Regions from separate parts of the Mus musculus genome. Here all the other regions are linked to region 2. Evidence: chromatin contacts called from public ChIA-PET and capture Hi-C data. All regions are on one chromosome and are shown on one strand. The core of a region is the stretch at or near the end of the contact, and the rest is flanking DNA. Distances in the headings are between cores, read along the strand shown. Region 1 overlaps 4933432I03Rik (RIKEN cDNA 4933432I03 gene). Region 2 has its middle 12 kb from the start of Gm41234. Region 3 holds the start of 4933432I03Rik (RIKEN cDNA 4933432I03 gene).

What was found. ChIA-PET counts read pairs in DNA pulled down with a chosen protein or histone mark. Capture Hi-C pulls out chosen DNA fragments and counts their contacts.
Region 1: a capture Hi-C map of bone marrow-derived macrophages shows a contact between it and region 2, with 4 times the contacts expected there. The contact joins two enhancer-like sites. A contact is called at or near these places in 1 of 15 datasets of contacts at CTCF or cohesin (CD8 T cells), 12 of 484 Hi-C or Micro-C datasets (the Ba/F3 cell line, bone marrow-derived macrophages, brain and 8 more), 3 of 115 datasets of contacts at active chromatin or transcription factors (the HPC-7 cell line, bone marrow-derived macrophages and microglia) and 1 of 9 other capture datasets (bone marrow-derived macrophages).
Region 3: a contact with region 2 is called in an RNA polymerase II ChIA-PET map of effector CD8 T cells, with 12 read pairs. The contact joins the promoter of 4933432I03Rik here to the enhancer-like site in region 2. A contact is called at or near these places in 4 of 39 promoter capture datasets (the C10 cell line, neutrophils and pre-B cells), 1 of 15 datasets of contacts at CTCF or cohesin (CD8 T cells), 2 of 484 Hi-C or Micro-C datasets (bone marrow-derived macrophages and erythroblasts), 4 of 115 datasets of contacts at active chromatin or transcription factors (the 230-238 cell line, effector CD8 T cells, memory CD8 T cells and 1 more) and 2 of 9 other capture datasets (adipose tissue and liver).

What each region holds. Positions count from the first base shown.
Region 1 is chr14:103,005,301-103,009,152 of GRCm38.p6, forward strand. The region is part of intron 2 of 4933432I03Rik (RIKEN cDNA 4933432I03 gene); the gene reads right to left. Among named protein-coding and RNA genes, the nearest start is that of Gm34643, 5.6 kb to the right of the region's middle. Within about 2 kb of position 2,586, at least 41 of the 459 cell types and tissues checked have an H3K27ac peak or open chromatin away from gene starts, as enhancers often do. A contact at or near this core is called in bone marrow-derived macrophages, where this site is marked.
Region 2 is chr14:102,804,583-102,808,560 of GRCm38.p6, forward strand. No RefSeq gene overlaps it. Among named protein-coding and RNA genes, the nearest start is that of Gm41234, 12 kb to the left of the region's middle. Within about 2 kb of position 2,184, at least 172 of the 459 cell types and tissues checked have an H3K27ac peak or open chromatin away from gene starts, as enhancers often do. A contact at or near this core is called in CD8 T cells, adipose tissue, bone marrow-derived macrophages and 7 more, where this site is marked.
Region 3 is chr14:103,030,924-103,035,186 of GRCm38.p6, forward strand. 4933432I03Rik (RIKEN cDNA 4933432I03 gene) reads right to left here and starts at 2,880. Exons shown (of 3, transcript NR_045657.1): 1 at 2,802-2,880; 2 at 1,844-2,023.

The DNA.
Region 1 (3,852 bases), core at 1,336-3,835, 200 kb after region 2:
AGCCATAAACTTTAACCCGTTTAGGAGTAAATCCAACGGGCTGGGGGATGTGGGGTGGCAGATTCCTGAAGAGTGAATCCTTTTGGTTTAATTCAGGTTTTCCTGTTCCTCCCTACTGTGCCCTCAGGAAGCTGCTTCTCCAGTGTGCACTTAGGAAGGAAATGACTGGCGAAGGGAAGTAGAGCTCTTGCTTGGACACCTTCAGTCTATGGGGAGAGGCAGTGCCAAGGTCTGTGGCATTCCTATGTGATGCTATCTTAAGGGTAGAATAGAGCAGTGGGAAGTGAGAAGAGATGCAGTAGGCATTCCTCAACAGGGAATCCCTGAGCCCCCAAAAGAAGGGATTGTGATGAGACTTGGGGAATTAGCAGGTCCCAAGGGGCCACTGAGTCATGAAAAAGGATCTGGGCAGCAGTGTAGCCTACATGACAAGTCCACACACATGTATTATGACACCTCAGCAGGAGCCATCCCTAAGACCTGAAGTCTACACACCAGCAGATGTCAGCAGAAGATGTCTTCAGGCTTCCTTCATATCACAATCTGATGCTTGGGGGTTCAGAGTTCAGAATTTCAAGGAACGTATATGAGCAAGCATTAGTATGGATGAGCTCACCTAGGAAGGATGAGATGCAATTTCTGCCCATTACATGGAATTAGAGGCTCCATCCATCTCAAGGTTTATCCATAGAATACCCAAGATACAATTTGTAAAACACATAAAACTCAAGAAGAAGGAAGACCAAAGTGTGGATACTTTGCTCCTTCTTAGAATGGGGAACAAAATACCCATGGAGGGAGTTACAGAGACAAAGTTCAGAGCTGAGACAGAAGGAAAGACCATGCAGAGAGTGTCCCACTGGAAGATCCATCCCATATTCAACCACCAAACCCAGACACTATTGTATATGCCAGAAAGATTTTGCTGACAGGACCCTGACATAGCTCTCTCTTGTGAGGTTATGCCAATGCCTGGCAAATATAGAAGTGGATGCTCACAGTCATCTGTTGGATGGAACACAGGGCCCCTAATAAAGGAGCTAGAGAAAGTACCCAAGGAGCTAAAGGGGTCTGCAACCCTATAGGAGGAACAACAATATGAACTAACCAGTACCCCCGGAGCTCGTGTCTCTAGCTGCATATGTAGCAGAAGATAGCCTAGCCAGCCATCAATGGAAGGAGAGGTCCTTGGTCTTGCGAAGATCATATGCCCCAGTACAGGGGAATGCCAGGGCCAGGAAACAGGAGTGGGTGGGTTGGGGAGCAGGGCTTGGGGGAGGGTATAGGGGGCTTTGGGGATAGCATTTGAAATGTAAATGAAGAAAATATCTAATAAAAAATGCCTTAATTAAAAAAAAAAAGTCACCAACTGAACTACCAATCAGGGATCCTATAGGGGTCTGACCTAGGTCCTCTGCATGTTATGGCTGTGTAACTTGGTGTTCTTGGAGGTCACCTAATAGTGGGAGCGAGGGCCGTCCCTGACTCTTTTGCCTGCCACTGGGACCCTTTCCTCCAACTGGGTTGCCTTATTCAGCCTTAATATAAGGGGAGGTGCCTAGTTTTGTTGAAACTTGATATGCCATGTTTGGTTGATATCCCTGGGAGGCCTGCTCTTTTCTGAAGGGAAATGGAGAAGGACTGGATCTGGGGAGAGGAGAGAGGTCAGGAGGTGGGACTGGGAGGGGAGCAGGGAGGGAAAACTGCTGTCAGATGTCATATATGAGGGAAGAGGCTTTTTTTTTTAAAGCAAGTCATTTATTGATCTGGACAGAGGTTGTGCTGGCCTCTGGGGGGCTCCACACATTCTGAGGTGGATGACAACACAGGTGTGTGACCAGCTCTATGTCTTTACAAGATCACTAAGTCTTCTGAAGGAGTGGGTTGAGTTCCTTGCAAGGAGGACTGTCTTCTACATATCAATACTAACGTAAAGGGATGGTAAAATCTTAGAATGCAATAAATGACCCAGAAACATGTTATTTTACTCAGGAAAAAACATCAGCAACTACATCATATTCTGAAATCTAAACACTGAAATCAAGCTGCCTTATCACTTATCTTAATGTTTTTAATTGAAACAGTCCTAGATGACTCCCCCCTTCACTTTCTCCCTTCTAGATTCTCTTAGTTCCCCTCCCTGGGGCCACTCCCACTCTCCTGTTAATAGATTCTTTTTTATTCTGTTTATTACATACATATTTGCATGTATATAGTATATACTAGTAGAATCTGCTTTCTGTATTTTACATGGTTTCAAGGCTGGCACTCACCTTGGACATCCTCGAGGGTGGTTCATCCCTCCAAGAGGCTAATTGTCCTTTTACCACCCCTCATCACAGAAGCTTTTCTTTACAGCAAATGAAGCCCATCACAGAGAACCACAATTGTATGCAATGCAGTGACCAACAGGTCGTGGGGAGCCCAGCTCCAAAGTCTACCCTCTGCATCACAGCTCCAGCATCTGAACATGACAGAAGAGGAGGTAGAAAGATTGCAAGTCAGAATACAGGGAAGTGTGCTGTAAAACAGTCTCTCCTAAACATGGCCACACAGACAAGAGTGGAGCAGCGGCAATACCGCGGGCAGGCTGCCACAGAAGGGGAAGTTTTCTCATGGGGTACGTTATGTCAGAGACAAAGAAGAATGTGTCACCTTCCTCATTACAAAACATTCAATGAAATCTCAGCAGTTCTCCTCCTCCCTGACCCACAAGGTGACCCAGGAGTCTCATGGTCACATGGCTTCACAGTGTGAAGGCAGGGAAGAGGAAGAAGGGGCCACACCTTAATCTGGAAAGTGATACCAACATCATATTAGCCAGGCCTAGTTGTATGTCCTTAGCCATAGGTGAGGTGTGTAGAGAAATATTGCACAGGAAGTAAGCATTGCTAACTAGGATGGTGAAATGCAATCTGGCTCCTGGTTGAACTAAGTTTAGAAACCCCAGTGACCCTCAAGGGACAGCAGGCTTTTTGCCTGGTTCCCAGACACTAGGCTCCTGACAGGAGGCCACGGCCCTCCGTAGATCTGTGGCCATCAGTCATGTAAGGGCAACACCCCAAACCCCTCCTCAGGTAGAGGACTTCATGTAGGCTCAAGACAGATCTCCATTTTAATGAGGTACCTTAAGGCCTGAAGGGTTTAGCCACTTAAGCTTTCCTTCCCAGATTCTCCTCCCTGCAAAAGCTACTTAACCTCATCCTGAGAAGTGGAGGACGGTTTGACTCACCCACCTTCCACCATGACAATAAATGCCTTAAAACCATTGACTGCCTCTTTTCATCGGGATCCACTGTGGGGAGTCTAGGAATCGCCTAAAGAGCCTGCCATTAATCTCCCACAGAAGGCCACTCAGCGCTCCCAGCCACGACCACCAAGCCTAGCCAGCCACTCCCTAACAAGCCAAGGACTCCTCCCCTTGGGAGCTAGCCAGAGCTTCCCTCTTTTCCCCCTCAACCCTGGGCCAGATCCGGCCCTCGGGCCCCCACTTCATTCTCAGCTCTTCCACGGCATCCAGAGGCACCTGGGTGCTCAAGAGCCTTAGAACCAGACGGTCCCAGCCTTGTCACAAGCGCGGGGACCCCCAAGCCAGCTCCGGCTGTTCCTGTGCCCCAGACTACACTTCCCCACCCCAGGAGTGGTGTCTCAAGGCTTCCCAACACCTGTCAGGACCCCATTTAACCCTACAAACCCTGTAAAGGGAAATGATGGAAGGTTCACCTTTCACCTGATTTAAAGCCAGTTCACAGATCTCCTCCTCCAACAAAGATCTCCAGAAATCCCTGTTCTGTATCCATCTCTCTACTCTCCACTTTCATGTCTGTCAAGTATTTAAGCTGTAGCACGCAT
Region 2 (3,978 bases), core at 934-3,433:
AACAAACAAACAAACCCTAATGATATTCTCCTATTCTAGTATACCTGAGCCTATCATAATCTTCTCCAGAGAGGTTTCATCCAGCAACTGATAGGAGCAGATACGGAGACCCACAACCAAATATTAGGAGGAGCTGCAGGGAGTCCTGCAGAACATGGGGAGTAAGGATTATAGAAGCCAGGAGTGTCAAGAACACAAGAACAAGCTCACAGAATCAACCAGGGCTCAGAGAGGCTCACAGAGACTAGACTGACAATCAGAGCACATGCACGGTTTTGAGTTAGGTCCTCTGCATATATGTTGTGGTTGAGGAGCTTGGTGATTTTGTGGGACTCCTAACTGTAGGGCAGGGACTGTCTCTGACTATTTTCCCTGCTTTGGGGAGACTTTTCCTCCTACTGGGTTTCCTTGTCCAGCTTTGATGTGAGGGTATATGCTTAGCCTTATTGTACCTTATTATGTTGTGTTTGGTTGGTATCCCTGGGAGGTCTGCTCTTTTCTGGAAGGAAATGGAGGAGGAGTGGATCTGGGGGAGAGGGGAGTTGGGGGGACACTGGCAGGAGAGGAGGGAAAACAGCTAGAGATGTAATATATGAGAGATGACGAAACAAAAAATAGATTATAAAAAAGAGTCATAATACACAGTGAAATGAAATGAATGTTTGTGGTGGGTATTATAATAAGCAACACAATAAACTTGACACTAAGCTGTCGCATGTCTAAAGACCAAACCTAAAAGAAAAATTATTAACACAATAGAATTATCTTCTGAATATTTTAAGTGAGGTAAAATTTTTTGACAAAAAAAAAATTACAGAAAAGGGGACTGTACCCAAGATCATTAGAATTTTTAGACTTTAAGCAGCTATCTACAACCCCATGTTCCAGACAGCGTTGACTTCAGATCATGCCAAATGTGTTCTTATTTAGCCTGTCCTACATTGCTCAGAAAAGGAAACGCTATAGACAATCTTGAGGATGCCTGTCAGTTAATTCATCATCATTTTTAATAACAACATAGAGATAAAGGCAGAAGGGCCAGCCTTCAGAAAATGATTTTCTCCTGAGTATTTTTAGAAATTCAAGTTACATTGTGATTTTTAAAACATAGATTGTATTATTTATAGCTGAAACACAAATGACTATGGAAAGAAAAAGGTGGTGGTCTAATGAAATAAGCCCAGTTTTGGCTCCAAGGAGACCGTGGTTCGGCTCTAAGCAAACAATGCAGTGGCCACCTCTCTTGGTGAATGACCGCACCTGATGGATGCGTGCAAACAGCAACGCAAAATAATATATGAGGAGCTTGCGTGCATCAGCTACAGTCTGAACCTCAGCCTTGGCAGTTTGGCGGTTTCGGGGAGCTAAAACATGAAGAGAAGGATAAAATCTTCCTTGTTTCTTCATGCCCTTTTGAGATTTCAGCTTAAGGCCCTAGAAAAAGGCAAGAGCCTCTAACCATTGGAAATTATAGCATCAGCGCCCCCTTCTGCGCCACTCTCCACATCCCTTTTCCACCCTGAATGCATCAGTTCTTGTCTGATCTCGGAAGCTAAGCAGGGTCCATTCCGGTTCCCACTTGGATGGGAGACCACCCTTTAAAGTAACCCACGCCTCACCAGAGTTAATGTTACGGTGTGAATTAGTGTGCCTGAGAACATGCTGTCACTGAATAGAGCAGAAAGGCAAAACAGTTTTGCTCAGCCTGCTGTCCTAAAGCCAGCACACAAAACAAATGTAAAATATCAGCAGAAAAATCCCCCGCTTCTGACATGTAAACTGTCCCAGCCACAAAACCACAGTGTAAGGCTTGGCAGTAAAACACTGTACAGTCTAAACTGAGTTAGGTGGCCACCCTGAGGGCACAACTCCTCAGATCCCAGAGAGATGAAGAGGCCTGCCACAAGTGGTCTGGGTTGTACTCAATCCCTCAACTGAAAATCAGACTTCTGTGCCGGGTGACAGACCGTTGGAGAAGCAAAGACTATTCCTGAAGGGTCGCAATGTAATGCCACAAGGCTCCTGAGCGCTGGGGAGCTACAGGAGACAGCATGACATCTTGCTCTTCCTGTGGGATGATTCGGCTTCTTATCTAAAGGAAATAGCAGAAGTGGAGCAGAGGGTAGAGAGGAGAGGAAATGGCGACGAGTGGAGGTCAGCCAGCCTGTGGTCACGTGGCTCACCTTCGCTGTCCTAGCCTCTGAAAACCGAAAATACAGAGGGAAATTGTGCCCTGTCAGAGAGTAACTGAGAACGCAGAAAGTTTTCAACACCGGAAACCTTGAGGGAATAATTAAAGCCTGTCGCACTATCCTTTCTGTTTGGGTCTCTGCTAGCAACCCTTCACACTACACACACACACACACACACACCAATAAGTGATCAGTCACACCAAAAAATGAGAAATTAATATAAGACTGGAAAAGGAGAAGATGTTAGAGACAAGCTTCTGTTTTTTTTAACAGGAAAGACAAGCAAAATTATTTGGGGCTTCCTCACCCCACCAAAAAGACAAAACAAAACAAAACAAAACAAAACAAAACAAAACAACTATTTCAGAAATGAGCTAGTCAGGTTTCTGGATAAAATGATGCAAGTCCTCATGCCTGCAAGATAAGCATGGGAGCATTTTACTAACTGAGCTATCCCCCAAACTACGTGTGTGTGTGTGTGTGTGTGTGTGTGTGTGTGTGTGTGTGTGTGTTCTCTGTGTGTTTTTTCTCTGTATGTGTGTTTTTTCTCTATGTGTGTGTTTTTTCTCTGTGTGTGTTTTTTCTCTGTGTGTATGTGTTTTGTGTGCGTATGTATGTGTTCTGTGTGTGTTTTGTGTATATGTGTGTTTTCTGTGTGTGCTATGTGTGTTCTGTGTGTGTTTGTATTCTCTGTGTGTGTGTTCTGTGTGTGTTCTGTGTATGTGTGTTCTGTGTGTGTGTGTTCTGTGTGTGTGTGTTCTGTGTGTTCTGTGTGTGTGTGTTCTGTGTGTTCTGTGTGTGTGTGTTCTGTATGTGTGTTCTGTGTGTGTATGTTCTGTGTGTGTGTTCTGTGTGTATGTTCTCTGTGTATTCTGTGTGTGTGATGAGTGTGTGTATGTGTGTGTGCGTGCGCTCACGCGCACACGCATTGCATGTGTGTATTCTTTTTTCCATTTGTTGTCTTCTATTTGGGAGTGGGTTTTGTCTGTCTTTTCTACTTATTTCTTGAACTTTACCAAATGAACAAAGTTAGGGCCCTTCAGTGATTGAAAAAGTGAATAAAATTTTAGTGGAAAATTTCTCCGCCATTTTGACTGTTTGCAAGTGGGCCAACCAGAGCATGGAGATTCTGGGGAAAATATGTGAGAAATGAATTTAAGTCGGTGATTATGGTTCATGTCTCCCTGCCCTTATGAACCTCTACCTGGGGGTCCACTCTGACCAACTGCTTTGTGAAAGACAAAGTTAGCTTCCCAAGTGAGCTGTTGGTGGGCTCGAAAGGAGAAATTTTATTCCACTGGATCCTTGACATCTTACGGAGACAGTCCCAGGTTTGTGCTTACCTCATGGGAAAATATGAGAAGAAAAGCAATGGTCCTCTTACAAATGTGTGAGACAGGCAGAGAAAGGGACTATGCAACAAACAGGACTCACAGGACAGGAGTCAGCCTTCTCTGGGATACGGAGCTATCTACAGTCTCCTTATATACATTCCTCCTTAGGGAAGAGCAGAAAAAGGCAAGACTATTTCTCTCTCGTGACTTCTTGAAGTCAGCAATAGAGGCATACATCTGGTCCTGATTCTGTGGGTCAACTCAAGGGCATGGAAGATCCAGATAAGATGTATCTACCAGAGAGAGAAGTATATGAATGGGGGACTAGCTGACCCTGCAGGTACCTCAGCAAACACTGTCCACCCACTAGGAGTTAACTGTGGACCTTCCCTGTTTTACTGTCTCTCTACCTCTCTGCCCCTGGATAGATCTCCAGCAGTAGAAAGCTAACC
Region 3 (4,263 bases), core at 1,630-4,129, 230 kb after region 2:
GAGTATAAAATGAAAGTGGTGCTAGTCATGGCAACCTAGCTACTGTTGTACCCTGGCTAACGCATCTCACTTTAGCTGACTTTGAGAACTTTCCTTATTCCTTAACCAGAACAGGCCTCACGAGCTTTTATAAGTTGTCAGAATCAAAATGGAGTCTCTTTTGTAGATGCCTAATGTAAATAGACATCTAACACCAGTACTGGATTTATGCCTGATGACAACAATTCACAGAAGACAGCCAGAACCAAGACTATACAAGAGCCACTATGGCCTCACACACAAGCATTCTCAAAAAGATGTCTGTTACTGATGTCACCCAAATTACCAATCTTTAAGGCCAAGGAGAGTCTCAAAATATCACAGGTACCATATACCCCATTTTACCTTGAAAACATTCACTGTGCTTCAGTCTCCTTGAGTATGCAGTTAATAATGACACCTATGTTCCCATTGCCATGATTTGCCATTCCCAGAAAAGTGTGTTTGGGGAGAATCTTTCTGATTGTTATTCAAATTGAAGCTACATTTCAATAAGGATGGTCATGGCAGTATAGAGGGCTGGGAAGACTGAGATGTACTACCACAATCAGTCAAGAGTCCATCTCAACACCAGTGATCAGGGTACCATAGGATATAGCACATGGAAGAACAACAAAATCATGTGACATGAGTTATGCCCACGGCATCAGGAGAGAGGTGCTGAGGTGGCACAAGAGACTGATCATAGGAGAAAACTTCGATTTCTGAAGTCATTTTCTCAAAGATATTATTAAGTTGCCGTATCAAAAACTGGAAAAACATAAAACAAAATGTTAACATGGCTGTCGATTTCAGTTTAGATCCCAGGGGCTCCTAAAAGACCCATGTGCCAAAAGCTTAGTCCTCAGGGCAACATTGATAAATGGGGGTAGAGTTTTGTAAAGTAGGACTTTAGAGGGACAGCTTCAGATCACTGAAGGTATGTCCTTGAGGGGGACCCTGAGACTCCAACTCCCTGGCGCTCTTTGTTCACTGACTCGTCCCTTAGCCACTCATGTGAAGGCATTTTTGGTCCATGATACGCTCCCTACGTGATGTTGCTTCCCGATCCAAAGAAACAGGGTGAGCAAATCAGGACATCAACTAGAGATGGCAACAGAACCTTTTTCTCTTCATAAGGTGATGAGCACCATGTATTTTGATACAGTGAGGGAACATTGGCATCACCAAAGCAGGAAATTCATTTAAAGAACTAAATAGCAGAATGGACACAGTGAAGTGATTAGACCATGAAGCCATCCAATCCTATCAGGATACTGAACAGACTCAACTGTAGAGTTGAGGAGGATGAGCACCTAGCCATACAATCTCGCTCATGTGTGCAGAGAGAAATAGATGACAAACTAAATCTATAAACAGTACAAGAAATTTCCTTGAAACTCAATGAAGAAACTTTTGGTGAAGGAAAAGGACTTGACTTTTTAAAAAGTTGACGATGTGATGTGGCAATGTCAAAAGGATGAACCCTGACCTTCCTTTGAGGATCCCTACCAATATTCCGCATGAGCTACACTACCATTGTAAGTTTACATACAGCTCAAATTATCATAACACGCCTTACTTCTATTCTGCCTGCTTCCAGTACAAAAAGCATTGCTGCATAGACTATTTAGAGGGTAAATTTGTTTTTAAATAAGCAAAAGTCCGTTTTATTCTCTTTTTATCAAGTATCCAGCTGCAGATAATCCTTTAACCATTGATAGTTAACTAGGACTCAGTCTGCAGATAATCCCTCAACCATCCATAGTTAACTAGGACTCAACACCACACTATTGCATGCCCCTGAGAGAGCCACCCACAGTACCTTTCTTGAAGGTAGAATAATAATTCTGATGGATTATCAGACGTCTGAGTATCCTCAAACAGGTCTCACAAAACACTGTGCCGAACTGACTGCACCCCAGATGGTTTTATAGCCAGGCATTCATTCATTGGTCCCTATTCTTCACTTTGTAGTCTGGAGACTCAGTTATTTTCTGCAAACCTGTAAAATTCCACCCAAATTTTAATGAATCGGTAAAGAATGCAGAAGGGACACATATGTATGCAAAGCAAACACAGACTCATGACTTCTAACAATGCAAAACTTAATTCAAAGTAAATTCATGCTTTTAACTAAATTTATTTTCCTGCATATGCACTCACAAACACACACACACACACACACACACACACACACACACACACACGTGTGCAAACATATGACTCATTTGCACTGGAAATGAAGAACACTACACTTTATTCTTTCTATTGTGACTGACATAAAAATATCAGCTCTGCAGTGATTCGGTCATCTTTATTTTTATCACCTTTGTTAAAATCTGGTTTCCTTTTCTTCCATAAGGACTGGGGAGTACAGAGCCAGGACAATGACAGGAAGAGGGAGAGAGAGCCAGGGAGCAGGCTGTGACCACTGTCCTCTTAGGGAAACCTGAATCCCTGTACTTTCGCCATCTTCAAAAGGGCTTCCATAAAGACTGTGCCCCAAGTGAACAAACCTAGGCGTGCGGGCGGTTCCTGCCGCTGAGCTTCTAAGACACCAGCTGCTTGCTGCGAACTGAAACCAGGGTCACACAGAGGTTGACTCATCAGGTTTTGCTCAATAGTATCACAGGAAAGAAGATGTCAGAGAAAGGAAACCGAAAAGCAAGCACCCCGCCCCAGGTCAGCAATTCAGACTGCTACAAAATTAAACACATGATTTTTTTCAATTGATGGACTGAGTGTGGCCTAACACCCGCCCCAGTATGAGTAACTCTTACCCAGTCAGAAGCAGGCACTCTAGGACAGATGGTAGTTCTTCCTCCACATTGCGCTTGAGCAGCAAGAAGGGATTTGGGGGTAAGGGTAGGGTAGAGAATCTCCGCCCTTCCTGGGTCTCAGTCTTGCCAGGGTTTGGGTTGGAGCTTCAGCACTGAGTCTGTATTCTCTAGCCTTCAGATTCTTCCTGGCTGCACCCAAGAGATCCCTGGGTCTCCGATTTATCAACTGTTTCTCCCAGGGCCTGTCAGCCTCCACAGTGTTGTGAACCAACCACTGTAATGAGTAAATAACACGCCCCTCCCCCTCTATTCTTTCCTCCCACTCCCCCACATACGCTCACATTCTCCCCCCCCCCCCTCCACCCCATCTCTCATATACACACACACGCGTGCATATATGCATACATATGCCCAGTTCTGTTCCTCTGGAGGACTCTAACACACTCTGAAATAAAGCGTCCAAGGATCAGAAAACCTGGAGATTCTGAGCCACGTGGCTCTGTAACAAGGTCAGTCATGGGGCTTACAATGGCGCCGCCAGTCAGCGAAGATCTCTGAAGATGTGACCAGCAGTGGCTGGAGGCAGTTTCAGTTCCACTCTGTGGGTCCCCACAGGGCTGCAACCAACACTACCTTGTTCAAGGAGACTGATCAACGTAATGGTGTTTTTTCTGGAAAACAAGAGCTCTGGCTGCTATTTTACTCTAAAAGAACAAAGAAATGATGTTTATCAAAAGTTGTAAACGTTTAACCATGTTGATTTATAATGACTGTATAAAAACATTAAGTGGCACATATTGTGATGGGATAGTGATGTTTTGGCATAAGTACACATGTACAATGTTGAAATTAATTAACTATATCCCTCTACTCAAGCACTGATCGATTCTTTTGTGTATGTGTGTGTAGGGGGGCATGCATGGGTGTCCATGCGCACATAGAGGCAAGACACTGACTTTGGATGTCTTACCTCAGTTGGCCTTCACCTTAGTTTTTGAGATAAGATCTCTCTGAGCCTGTACATTTCTGATTGGCTAGATGATCTGGCCAGCAAGCTCTGGGGCTCCTCCTGTCTCCATCTCCAGGGCTGGGGCTACAAGCCTGCACCACCATACTCTGATTTTTATGGGGATGCTGGGGATCCAAACCCAAGCCCTCATGCTTGTATGGCAAGAATTTTACTGACAAAGGGCTTTCCAATAACATCATATACTTACAGTAAAAGCAGTTAAATCCGTTCTCTGGGTTTTTGAAATGTATAATCTATTGCTGTTGTCTATACCTCACTGTTCAACAGCAGACCAGAGCTTGTGCTTGTGACAGTTTGCTCATTCTTGCTTGCTTGTATGTTTGCTTGGGTTTTCTCTTGAGGTTTTCATTGGTGTTGTTTGTTTTCTTTTCTGCCAGAACTTTTTTTTTTTTTGCGCCTACCTAACTAATTTATTTCCCATTGATCAACCTG